Linked DNA regions of Sus scrofa: all the other regions are linked to region 3. A link is a contact called in public Hi-C and HiChIP or PLAC-seq data. All regions are on one chromosome and are shown on one strand. Each heading gives the region's core, a stretch centred on a gene start, on an enhancer-like site or on the middle of the called end of the contact. The rest is flanking DNA. Distances are from core to core; before and after follow the strand shown. Region 1 holds the start of ATMIN (ATM interactor). Region 2 holds the start of GCSH (glycine cleavage system H protein, mitochondrial). Region 3 holds the start of GAN (gigaxonin).

Region 1 (3,850 bases), core at 783-3,282, 230 kb before region 3:
ATTTCGTCTTTTTAGGGCCCCACCCGCAGCACATGGAGCTAGGGGTCTAATCAGAGCTACTGGTGCCAGCCTATGCCACAGACACAGCAATGCCAGATCCGAGCTGCGTCTGACCTACACCATAGCTCACATCAACACCAGATCCTTAACCCTCTGTGGCCAGGGATCGAATCCAAAACCTCATGGTTCCTAGTCGGATTCCTTTCTGCTGTGCCATGACAGAAACTCCTCAGAGCTGCACTTTTAGACCCAATGCTGGAAGAAATAATAGTCCATGGATGCCATCTCACACATAGATGGGGGGGGCAGTTAGCCCACAGTACTTTTAAAATCAGAATTAGTTACTACAGTGAGCAGCATAGTACCCTTCTCAAAGATGTCCCCACCTAAGCCCTGGACTATGCCAGTCTGTTAGTTGACAAGGCAAAAGGACTTTGCAGATGGGGAGGTTATCCCGGATTTCCTGGATGAACCCAGCGTCATCCCAAGAGTCCTCAAAAGTGGACGAGGAAGAGAAGAGAGCAGGGAGAGATGTGACTACTAAGAAATCGGAGTGATGTGAAGAAGACTCAGCTCACCGTTAATCACCGTTAAAAGCTGGAAAAGACAAAACAGATTCTTCCATCGAGCCTCCAGAAGAAATGCAGCCAGGCCAACACCTCGATCTTCAGCAGTAGACTCATTTCAGACTTCTGACCTCCAGAATGGTAAGGTAGCAAAATCTACGTCGTTTTAAGCCAAGTTTGTGGTAATTTGTTATTGCAGCAATAGAAAGCAAATAGGGCTGCTAATATATAAAATTTGGATGCTTTCACATGAAATCTTGCAAAATTAGTCCAGTGATGCCACCTCTTTGTTTTGTTTTGTTTTTGTTTGTTTTGGCTGGGCCCTCAGCAACTGGAAGTTCCCAGGCCAGAAATCAAACCTGCACCACAGTAGCAACCTGAGCCACTGAAGTGACAATGCTGTATCCTTACTGTGCTGTGCCACCAAGGAACTCCACAGTTGCCATCTCTAAACAATGGATGTAGAGTTCCCTGGTGCCTCTGCAGATTAAGGATCTGGCATTGTCACTGCTGCAGCTTGGATCACTGCTGTGGTGTGAGTTCGATCCCTGGCCTGGGAACTTCCACATGCCTCAGGCATGACCATAAAAATTTAAAAATAATAAAGAAAGGCTGTATCCCATTTTACTGCACACCTCCCCCCCCCCCCTTTTGGCTACACCTGGCTTCCTACCCTACCTAGTCATGCTTCCTACTTAGGTTTTGGAACCCTGTCTTGAGCTATGGTCTCCCAAACAGTAATCAAATTTCAGCGGTTAAAATGATTAACTGTCAATTATAACAATCCTTTCCTTTGTTTAATGTGACCTCGGGCTAGTTACTCTGCAAATGGAAGAAAACACCTGCTGTGGCTGTTTTAAAGGCAAAATCAGATAGTCAATGAAAAGTGCATTCCCCAGTTCTGGTAAAACCAGAGCGTAGTTAACATACGCTTGTGTCTCCTGCCTTTGAATATTTGGGTTATTTCTAATTTTTGGGAAGATCCTGAAAAGGAAATGCTGTTTTTCTCCCCCTTAGGCATATGGAGATTCCCAGGCTAGGGTCCAAGCGGAGCTACAGCTGCTGCATACACCACAGCAACGCCAGATCCGAGCTGCATCTGCTACCTACACCGCAATTCGGAGCAACGCCAGATCCTTAACCCACTGAGCTAGGCCAGGGATCGAACCAGCAACCTCATGTTTCCTAGTCGGATTCGTCCCCGCTGCGCCACAAGGAGAACTTCGCAATGCTTTTTATTCTATCCAGTTATTGACCGAGGTCATGTTTCTAGAAAGACGGAAAGAAAACCCTCTACCTCTTTGCAGGAACCCCTAGGAGGTTTTTCAACCGGACCACCTTACCTGGCAGTGACTCCCGCAAGCACGCACTCCGCCCCCAGGAGGGGGCGCCGCGGCCGCCGGTACCCGCCGGATGCTAATAAGCCTGGGGCCCCGCCCCCTACCGGAAGTCGCTGCAGCAGGAGGCGGGGCCTGCAGGCTCGGCACGGCTGCCGAGCGGGAGCCATGGCGGCCTCTGAGGCGGCGGCGGCGGCCGGGCCCGCGGCTCTGGCCTCGGGCGCCCCGGCCGGCCCGACGGCCGCAAGGGGAGCCGCCGCCGCCTCGGGCCCATGGGGACCCCCCGGGCGGCTGAGGGGCAGCCGGCCGCGACCCGCGGGGGCGAGGCAACAGTCCGCCGGTCCGGCGCCGCCGGCGCGGGAGCTCATCCAGCCGTCGGTGAGCGAGCTGTCCCGGGCCGTGCGGACCAACATCCTGTGCACGGTGCGCGGCTGCGGTAAGATCCTGCCCAACAGCCCCGCACTCAACATGCACCTGGTCAAGAGCCACCGCCTGCAGGTGAGCCCGCCGCGCACGGCGCCCCCCGGGGCCTGGCGCGACCAAGCGCCTGCCTCGGGCGCTCGGGGCCGAGGGCGCGGGTCCGACTCCCAGGGCGGGCGCGGGACGCGGACGGGAACGCGCCGGGGGTCCGGCCGCGGCGGAAGGCGCTTCGAGACCCTAAAACGGGCCAGACTGGTGAGGGAGCCCGGCAGGGAGAGTGGGAGCTAGAACGCAGGGAGGCGCAGCGCCGGGAAAACCCTGTGTCATGGCTCTGGGCTGCCAGGCTCGGACCGGCGGGACCCCCGGCCTCGCACCTGGCGGCCCGGGTCTTTCCCACGTCCGTCTCGTGAGCCCCCGCAGCTCCTCCATCCTATTGATGGGAAACCGATGACGCAGCCTGCGTAGGGCTGGGGTTTAAACCTGGGCTCGGCTTCCGAAGGCGGTGCTCTCTCCACCACACCCACAACACCTCCTTCAGGCCTCTAGGTCCTGCCCGGTTGTTGGCAGGGAGCTGCAGATTTGGCCCTCAGCTCGGGCGTCCCAGGCTTGACAGCGTCGGTGAAATCGGCTTTGCTCAGGCATGAGACCTAAGGGAAACTTCTCCCGCGGATCTGCTGTAAGAGGGGCCACGGTATAGAATAACAGGACAGTAGTCCGGACAGCCCTTCCGCCTTACGTCGGTTAGGGCGCTGATTTTCAGCCTTTAGTGCTCATCTGTAGAAAGCTTATTAAAAATCCAGATATCCAGCCCCACCCATTAAATCGTAATTTCCCCGTCATTTCAGCAGGAAGCTGCCTTCCACCACTTCTTGAAGTCTTCCTCTGCCGACAGTGACACTTCCAAAGCGTGTCACTGAAAGCAGTCTTGTGACTCTGTGGCTTTGGGCGGTCGGAATCGATTCGGGAGTAAGCTCAAATGACCTAGCCTGTTGTGTGTTCTCTCTGCCCTTCAGGTCAGTCTTCCTCAGAAACTTTTTTAGAATCAGGCTTCTGATAAGGTGGAACAGCAGAACGTTCGAGTTTATCGTCTGAGGTAGGGCCGATGTGTTAGCCATAAAGGGCAGTACTCTTCTAGCACCAACCCAGTATAGAGGCAACAACATTGTTACGTGCAGATGAGGGGGCACAGTCAGAAACAAACCTGGAGAGGTGAGCTGAGGAAGACCCTCCTGGTAGGGCTGGAATTATCCTCGGTTTGGGGGCTTCTTCCACGACACAAGTGCACTGACTCTGGGAATGGCCTTCAATCTCCTGTTTTCTCTTTCCTACTAAACTTTCGTGAAATACTTCCTTTTCTTAACCATATTTTGACTGGAGTGAATGAACCATGTATTTGTAGGAATCCTACAGCCTAATCCGTGGTTTCACTTTAGCTCGTATATAGCAACCATCACCCACCTTCAGTATCACCCCTCAGTAATAGACACTAAGGCAGACATCTCTAAGCACAGAGGAAGTTGCCAGTCT
Region 2 (4,182 bases), core at 930-3,429, 180 kb before region 3:
TTCTATTCTCAGTTCTAAACACAATGCTGGGCATATAGCAAATACTCAAAAGTTGGTGTGAAGTAATTTTTTTTTCTTTCTGCCTTTTCTAGGGCCGCTCCCTCGGCACATGGAGGTTCCCAGGCTAGGGGTCTAATCCGAGCTGTAGCCGCCGGCCTACACCACAGCAACACCAGATCCAAGACATGTCTGGGACCTACACCACAGCTCATGGCAACGCCAGATCCTTAACCCACTGAGCAAGGCCAGGGATCGAACCCACAACCTCATGGTTCCTAGTCGGATTCGTTAACCACTGAGCCACGATGGGAACTCTGTGAATTTTTTAAAGTTTAAGAGGATTCTCACGCAGCAAAACATCTAGTACATAGATAACCTTAGTATAGTAAGAGTGCCCTCATACTCAGTTTAGCAACTGAGCAACCGTAAGTTTAGAGGAAAAGGCGGCAACATTGAAGGTAAATGTACCTAGGTCCCCTTGACTTCAAAGGCCATTAAATCTTTGTACTAGGCCATGCAATTTAGGCTAAAGACAATGATTAGTTCAATTCTCCTTTAACCCTTGGCCCAACAGGAGAAAAGTGGACAGGAGAATAGGTAAATAATTACTTTCTTCTGAGCCTTGGAAAGCATGGGTTTTGGCCCAGAAAATTAGGCATTTTGAATAATTTAGTAAAAGTTTGCATTTTCCTCCTTTCAAAGTTACTAAGTCAGATAAACTATATTAACATTTGGTCAATTTTCCACTATTTATTTGATTCTATACACTAATATTTAAAAGCAAGTAACAGCTTATAGGTACAGCAGTTACACATTATTTCATTGCATCCAACAAGTCTGTAAAGTAGGGACTGTCATTTCCATTCTTCTGGTCAGACTCAGAGAAGTTAAGTGACTCTGCCTAAGACCACATAGCTCATAAGGCGTGGAGCCAAAACTGGAACTCATTCTCTGGTATTAACGAAAACCTAGATGTTCAGCTAGATCATGGGTATTGATATCTTGGGCAATATTTAATTAGATAACGTGAAAATGCATAAAGCTAGTGACAGGATAACGCTGAATATCCAGAAAACATAGGCTTGATATTCAGTTCTTATCTGAGAAACGGTTTTCCTTTATACTCAAGTGGCTAATGCGTTGCTGCGTGGGCACCAACAGAGCCGAGGGATTACACTCTGCAGTAACTGTCAAGTATTGGTGCAAGAAGAAACCCGTTTTTCCGCTGGGATAGCTTGTACTAAAGGGGCACAGATGGCCCAGACAATTAGGGGCAGGTGTCCCAGTTAAGTCCTCAGTTCAGCCTAACACACATCCATGCATGACTCAATATATACTTTAGCAGAACGTTCTATGTCGTAGAGTCCATCCACTCTATCTCACTGTTCCAGGAAAAGCTGTCTTCAAAGTGAGGCTGGTTTAGCTAGTAAAGACCTAGAACCAGTGCTTTAAATTTCAGTAGATGCTCTTGCTTTAATTTTACTTAAGAATTCTCAGTGACGATCCGTGTAGCAAAGTAGAGCCTATTATTTCTCTCCATTCTTAGGGTCCACCATGCTCACAAACGCGAGAAACCTAAGGTCACGAAGGAGGCCAGAGACGCTTGCCCCGGTCTCCAGCAGCGAGAAGCTGCCATTCCTGCAGGAACCAGCCTCGAGTGTTCTCCAGGCCTCCGGGTCCCCCAGCTCCCGGCCATCAGGACAATGGCTGCAGGGTCGTCCATGCCACTTAAGGAGGGGAGCAGCGGCCACGCAACACGGGATCCCCGGAATAAAAAGCGTGCGCAGGGGTCGTCCCGCTTGACCCGGAGCGATCAGTAGCGGGGATCGAGGTAAGGGTCGAGGCCCTAGCTTCCTTCGAGGCAGCCCTGCCAGCCCCACGTGCCCGCCCGCACTTACCCGAGAGCAGAGCAGGGCTGGTGCGCAGCAACCGGATGGCGCCCGCCTGCAGCCCCCAAGGCCGCGGCAGGCAGGGCGCTGCGGGTGCAGAGACGGCGCGTAGGTTGGAGACTGCAGCCCGCAGAGTCCGAGCCGCTCGCAGCGCCATGTTCGCCGGGGTACAGAGGGTCGCGACGGAGCACCTCCAGCACCCCGGCCACTGGGGGGCGGGGCGGAGTGGGGGCGGGCTTAGGCCTAGGCCGGCGCGAGCCGGAGCGAGCTGGCTGGATCGGGGCTCGGGGGCGGGGCCCAGGCGGGGCGGGGCAGGTCCCGATAGGCCTGTACGCGGGAGGGGTGTGTCCCGGAAAGGGCGGGGATGCGGAGCGGAGGACTAGCGCGGCAGGGCAGAGCCCCGGCTCATAGGGGGCGGGGCGGGGCGGGGCCGGGCCGGGCCTCCCGGGGAGGGACGGAGGAAGGCCTGGGGCGTCGCTTCTAGGCTGGGGAACTGGCTAGGTCAGCTGTTCTGGCCTCCCACTGGGCTTTGCGGAGGGCTCCAGGCAAGGGTGGTTCTGCTGGGCTCTCGGGCTCTGGTAACCCGAGGGGACGCAGGGTTCTCCTAGTCTTGTTAAAAGGTGCGGTTCTGTTCTTCTTCAGAGGATCAGGGTCCCCCAGAGCAGAGATTCATAGCAGGTCCAAACGATCATTCCACCCAAAGATGGTTGTTGGGCATTAGTCAAAAGCGCTCTGACCCAAATGCAGTTTCTCTTTGACTTTCTGAAATTTTGAAAACCGTCCAGGAACCCACTTTATGACCTTGCAAATCCCCAAAGACCCATGGTCCCCAAACAGGACACACAGACTCATGAGACACAGAGGGACAAGGACTTGAGCAAGGGTCAGGAGTGGCTTCTTGCTGGAGTGTGGACTGGAGCCAGTCAGCTAATGCTGGAGCAATCAAAAGGCAGGGAGTTGAGACCCATCTGATCAGTTCCTTACTTCAGCAGTCCTGGGAGGAAAGCCTTTCGAGAAAAGCAGAAGACTCATCCCACCCAATCCAAGGAGGCAGGAAATAATTAAGTTTTGGGAAAGACCTCACCTTTAACACAGATTTTATGGGGAGGGCATGAATCAGCAAGGAAGCATTGGAGTAAAAGACAAGTAAAAAGCACCTCCATCTCCACACGTTCAGTATTACAAAGTGGACAGCATTCTCTTTTTAAAACGCTCCAAACCCTTCAGGCAGGTATTATGGTTAACTAACTTGCCCAGGGTGGAATGGGGAAGGCATTTTGTGGCTTAAGCAGCTACTAGGTGGCAGTAGCAGAACTGCACTTCTGATTCACAACCAACTGCTTTATTATTATTTTTTTTAATTTAAATCTTTTTTTTTTTTTTTTTTTTTGCTTTTTTGCTCTTTAGGGCCAGACCCATAGCATATGGAGGTTCCCAGGCTAGGGGTTGAATCAGAGCTACAGCTGCTGGCCTATACCACAGCCACATCAATGCCAGATCTGAGCCACATCTGCAACCTACACTACAGCTCATGGCAACTGCCTGATCCTTAACCCATTGAGCAAGGCCAGGGATTGAACCCACAACCTCATGGATCCTAGTTGGATTTGTTTCCGCCCTGCCACAGTGGGAAGTCCCACAATCAACTGCTCTTAAACTCTGTTCTACTTGCCTCTCTTTGGGATGCTGCCTGGCTCACAGTGGTCTACTCTAATCTCCAGATCTTAGTTAGTTTCCATAATGTCAGTGTTCTGTTTTTAGTGTTTTGTTATAAGCCAGTGCAGCATAATGAAAGCTATGCTCTAAAATATTTATTCCCAGCTCCTCTGATTCATTTGGTGCAAAGAACAAGATCACGTATCACTGTGTGGGTTATATCACAGTTCCTTATGCCAAAGCAACAGGAAATGTGTTTTATTTTTCAATTGTAGAAAATGTTGAGAAGATAAAAAAAATTTTTTCCCAGCTGGTTTTCTTTGTAACATCCATGGCTTGAGATTTGAAAGGTCGTCTCATTGCACAGTTGGTACAGGCACCTGAAAATGCAGGTGGTCATTTCTTTCAGGTGTCTCATAGAGTCCAGCTCATCTCTTTGAGTGAGTTTTTTTTTTCTCTCAAAACAATACAATTGAAGGAGTTTCTTTTTTCTTTTCTTTCTTTCTTTTTTCTTTTTCTTTTTTTTCTTTTTTTCTTTATGCTTTTTAGGGCCACACCTGCAGCACATGAAGATTCCCAGGCTAGGGGCTGAATCAGAGCTGCAGTTGCTGCCCTATGCCACAGCCACAGCAACATG
Region 3 (3,909 bases), core at 743-3,242:
AATTAATCAGCTAAGTGTTTATCAAATACCTACATATTTGATATGAACTCTCTGTCACATATATCCTTTTTGACTCCAACAACAACCCAGTTGACAAGGAAGACAAACACAAACTAAAAACAGATTACAATTCAGAAAACATTTATTAAATGCCCAGTATTTACAATTCTTTAAATTTCTTCCATCCATCCAACATTCAGTGAGCACTACTAGGGCCAGTCACTGAGTATGGCACCTGGAAATGGAGATGCACTAAAACATACATGCCAGGCAGCACGGAAAATAAACCCACTGCAGTCGGTTTTCTGCCAGAGCAATGTTCAAAGTACAGCAACAAGTTCAAGGAAAAAAGTGTTGACTGCTGGGATCCTGGGAGGAGATACGCTCCAGCTGCTTATCCTCTTTACTTTGTATTACGACATCTTAAAACACACACACACACACACACACACACACACACACACACACACACACACACACACACACACACACACACTAGTACAATGAATCTCCAGGTACCCAGGACCTGGCTTTAACAAGTAGAAACTACTTTGATTCATTTATATCACCACCCACTTCCCTTGTCCCTTCGTTTTGAAGCCAATCCTAGATGTTTTTTTGTTTTTTTTTTTTTATCATTTCATCCATAAACACTGGGCTGTATTACCTGGACCTTCCACTAGTAACATCATTCTCCCAATCTATTCTTTTGCCAGTGACTCCACCAGAGTTACATACTCTGATTGTTGCCAGTAACTCCAAAGCCTTGGCTCGCTCAGGGTAAAGATCCAGGACTTTATTGGCGCTTCTGAGTTGGCAGAAGGAAAACACTGAGGTGATCCAGTGAAAATCTCACATGGCCTTCTCTAGAATGCTGGACATAGTCTTCTGGTCCTTGGCCCTCCTAAAACAGCTAAGTCTTCAGAAGCTTGTGGAGCAGCTAATGTCTGTACAAAATGGGGGCTACAATCCACATTCCCATGTACCCTTAGCAACGTTCCAGGAAATGTCAGACAACCTGCAAGCCAACCTGACCTGGAGGTGCTTGATCCAAAGTCAGCACCTTGATCTTCACTGGGTGGGGAGCCTGGATGTATATGAACATCTGGCCTTGCTACCTTCCACTCCTTCAGCGTTTCTATGTCCCTCTGCAACGTACTAACATCATGCAGTTACTCAACCCAGAACATTATGCTGGTCCCCTTCTGCCTGTTCTTTTAAAGCCATCCACTACTGTCCACCTCTATCATCACCATTCCATCCAGGCCACCATTCCCTTCCCTCAAGTACAGCAACAGTTAAGCATATTTCTGCCTTTTGCAAACACTCCATCCCCACCCCCCCATTCTCCACGCAGCAGCTGACTGATCTTCATACAAACGCTCTGCTTAAAACCCTCTCGTGGTTCCTAACACCTACAGGGTCAAGACCAACCTCATGACAACTAAGGAGGCCCTGCGTGCTTCTTCATCTACATGTCCCCCCGGGTCTTGCCCGCAACTCAAACCCTCTTTTAAGGGCCCCCTTTCTCGAGTCTCTGTGCTCTTACCTGGGAAGCGCCTTTTCCCCTGTAAATAATAAAAGCTACACCTACTGCGCCCTCGCTTACTTGCGCTACCTCATAGGAGTCTGCAGCAACACTAAGAAATCGATTTCATGTTGCAGATGGACAAAGTGAGGATGGGCACCTTACCCAACGGTCACACAGCTAGTGAGTGGAAGAGCTCACACTCGGATTCAGACTCACCGCGCCAGAGGCCACGGGCTTAACCACAGAGTTACCCTGCCCGCGCACCCCTCCACCGCTGCAGGGATCTCTCCAACCCGTAGACTGCCCCTCATCACTGCGCCCTTCGTACACCAGCCGGTCCCGCGTAGCAACGAGGCTTCTGATTGGCCGCCTCCGGCGACGGCGGGCGCGAGGGAGGGCGCTAGGGCGCGGGGGCGTCGCGGAGAAATGACGCAACGCCGTGGCTCCTTAAAGGCGCCGGCCCTTCGCGCCGCGGATGGCGCAGGCGCGTTTCGGAGGCTCGCGCTTGTGCTCCGAGCGCTGAGAGCCGGGCCGGGCAGGCGGGCGCGCGCGGGCTGGGCAGACGGGACGCGCGCCGTAAGCGGGCCGCTGGAGGGGTCTAGTTGGGCGGTGTCAAGAGCCGGACCCACGAGCTGAGGAGTGGGCACCGCGATGGCCGAGGGCAGCGCCGTGTCCGACCCTCACCACGCCGCGCGCCTGCTGCGAGCGCTCAGCTCTTTCCGCGAGGAGTCCCGCTTCTGCGACGCGCACCTGGTCCTCGACGGGGAAGAGATTCCGGTGCAGAAGAACATCCTGGCAGCTGCCAGCCCGTACATCAGGTGAGGAGGGGGCCGGGCGGGGCCGCGCTGCCGGGATCCCAGGGGCGGGGCGAGTCGGGCGTGTCCCGGGAGCCCAAGGTCCCCACCCCCCAGCCGCTGGGGTCCCTCTGGTCACCGCTGAGCGCGGTGTCCCCCCAGGTAGACACCCCGGCCGGGCCTCACCCGTCGCCGCCCCCCAGGACAGCCCTTGTGGCCTTGGTCGCCCCCGGGCTGGGCCCATGCCCCCACCGGACCACTGCCCCTCTGGAGTTGAACCCTCACCACAATACCCCCATCCTCTCCCTTCAGGGTCCCACCACCTCGCGCTCACTCGGGCTTCCGAGCCCCGGAGGCCCCAGACCCGCACCCGCAAGTAGGGCGGGGCCGCACCGGGGAAGAGCCCGCCCCTTCGCCGGGGCCCAGCTCGCGGATCCCGGCTGAAGTTTGCCGGCCCGTCGTTCGCCTCCAAATCGACTCACAGTGGGCCGGGCCCGGCGCCGAGAACGCGGCCAGGGAGCGCCCCTCTCGCGGAGCCAAACAAACACCTCCCTTCGGGTGTGGGCAGAGGGAAAACGCTATTGGATTTCCTCCTTAGGATGGATGATCTGATCCCTCAAGGCCCAAGTTCTTCTCAAAAGTGACTTTTCCACTCCCTTGTGGGAAGTGTTTAAAAGGAAGGGTAGTGCGTTATAGACACACGTTAGACTAAGCTGTAGCACATTTTAAGGACTAGTTCTCAGGATGCTTACCCCCCGAGGACCACGAGCTTTTAGCGACATAGAGGAGGCGTTTTAAAACAAAGCTTAACCTGATTTGCTAGCTCAGCTGATGAGGTGAATTAAAGGTTGATAAGACACAGTGCACTTGCAATTGTATCCCATTTGGAAGGGGTCTGTTTTAGCAACTTTCTTGCAAACTGGGTCGGTCTTTTAATAAAAGGAAAAAAAACTGCTAAAAGCTATAGAAACTGCCCAGTAAGCTGGTTAAATATAGACTAATAGTAGAGAATGTCACTGAAATTGACAGGTCAGAAAAAGCAAAATGATGTGTACTGTATTCTTAGTGCTTTATCCTAGCAGAAATCCGACACACAAACTGCATTTTAACCTTTGCATTAGGAGACATTTGTGCCAACTCAGAAGCAATGCAAGCGCTCTGGTAACTTTCCTGGCTCTCCTTCTTAAATTCATTTGCACTCCTTGTGGATTTAATAATGGGTTTGGGGGGTGTCGCCGTTAGTGTGGAATTTAGATTGCCAACAGGACAAACGGCTCATAGCTGGCAGTTCAGAGCTGTGAGCAATCAACATAAAATTGAAATCAGCAGGCCAGAGTCTTCCCTGTATCCAGAGTATTCTTCCCTGTTGGGGGAATTGCTCAGGAAAACTACTTTAGATGCATTATTTCCCTTCTTTAAGTGGCATCCACTTGGCTTAAAAGAAAATCAAAAATCAAGTACAGGAGTTGCTGTCGTGGTGCAGCAGAAACAAATCCCACTAGGAAACATGAGGTTTTGGGTTCGATCCTCGGCTTCACTCAATGGGTTAAGGATCCGGCGTTGCCTTTGAGCTGTGGTGTAGGT

Evidence for each region. A called contact is a pair of places that touch in the nucleus more often than the background predicts. HiChIP or PLAC-seq counts read pairs in DNA pulled down with a chosen protein or histone mark.
Region 1: an H3K27ac HiChIP or PLAC-seq map of alveolar macrophages shows a contact between it and region 3. The contact joins the promoter of ATMIN here to the promoter of GAN in region 3. A contact is called at or near these places in 1 of 47 Hi-C or Micro-C datasets (liver) and 1 of 2 datasets of contacts at active chromatin or transcription factors (alveolar macrophages).
Region 2: a Hi-C map of liver shows a contact between it and region 3, with 2.5 times the contacts expected there. The contact joins the promoter of GCSH here to the promoter of GAN in region 3. A contact is called at or near these places in 4 of 47 Hi-C or Micro-C datasets (brain, heart right ventricle, liver and 1 more) and 1 of 2 datasets of contacts at active chromatin or transcription factors (alveolar macrophages).

Annotation. Positions count from the first base shown.
Region 1 is chr6:7,221,377-7,225,226 of Sscrofa11.1, reverse strand. It overlaps ATMIN (ATM interactor), which reads left to right and starts at 2,032. Exons shown (of 4, transcript XM_021097045.1): 1 at 2,032-2,401. The coding sequence starts at 2,072.
Region 2 is chr6:7,169,183-7,173,364 of Sscrofa11.1, reverse strand. It overlaps GCSH (glycine cleavage system H protein, mitochondrial), which reads right to left and starts at 2,179. Exons shown (of 5, transcript XM_021097052.1): 1 at 1,899-2,179. The coding sequence starts at 2,046.
Region 3 is chr6:6,987,753-6,991,661 of Sscrofa11.1, reverse strand. It overlaps GAN (gigaxonin), which reads left to right and starts at 1,992. Exons shown (of 11, transcript XM_003126840.6): 1 at 1,992-2,349. The coding sequence starts at 2,183.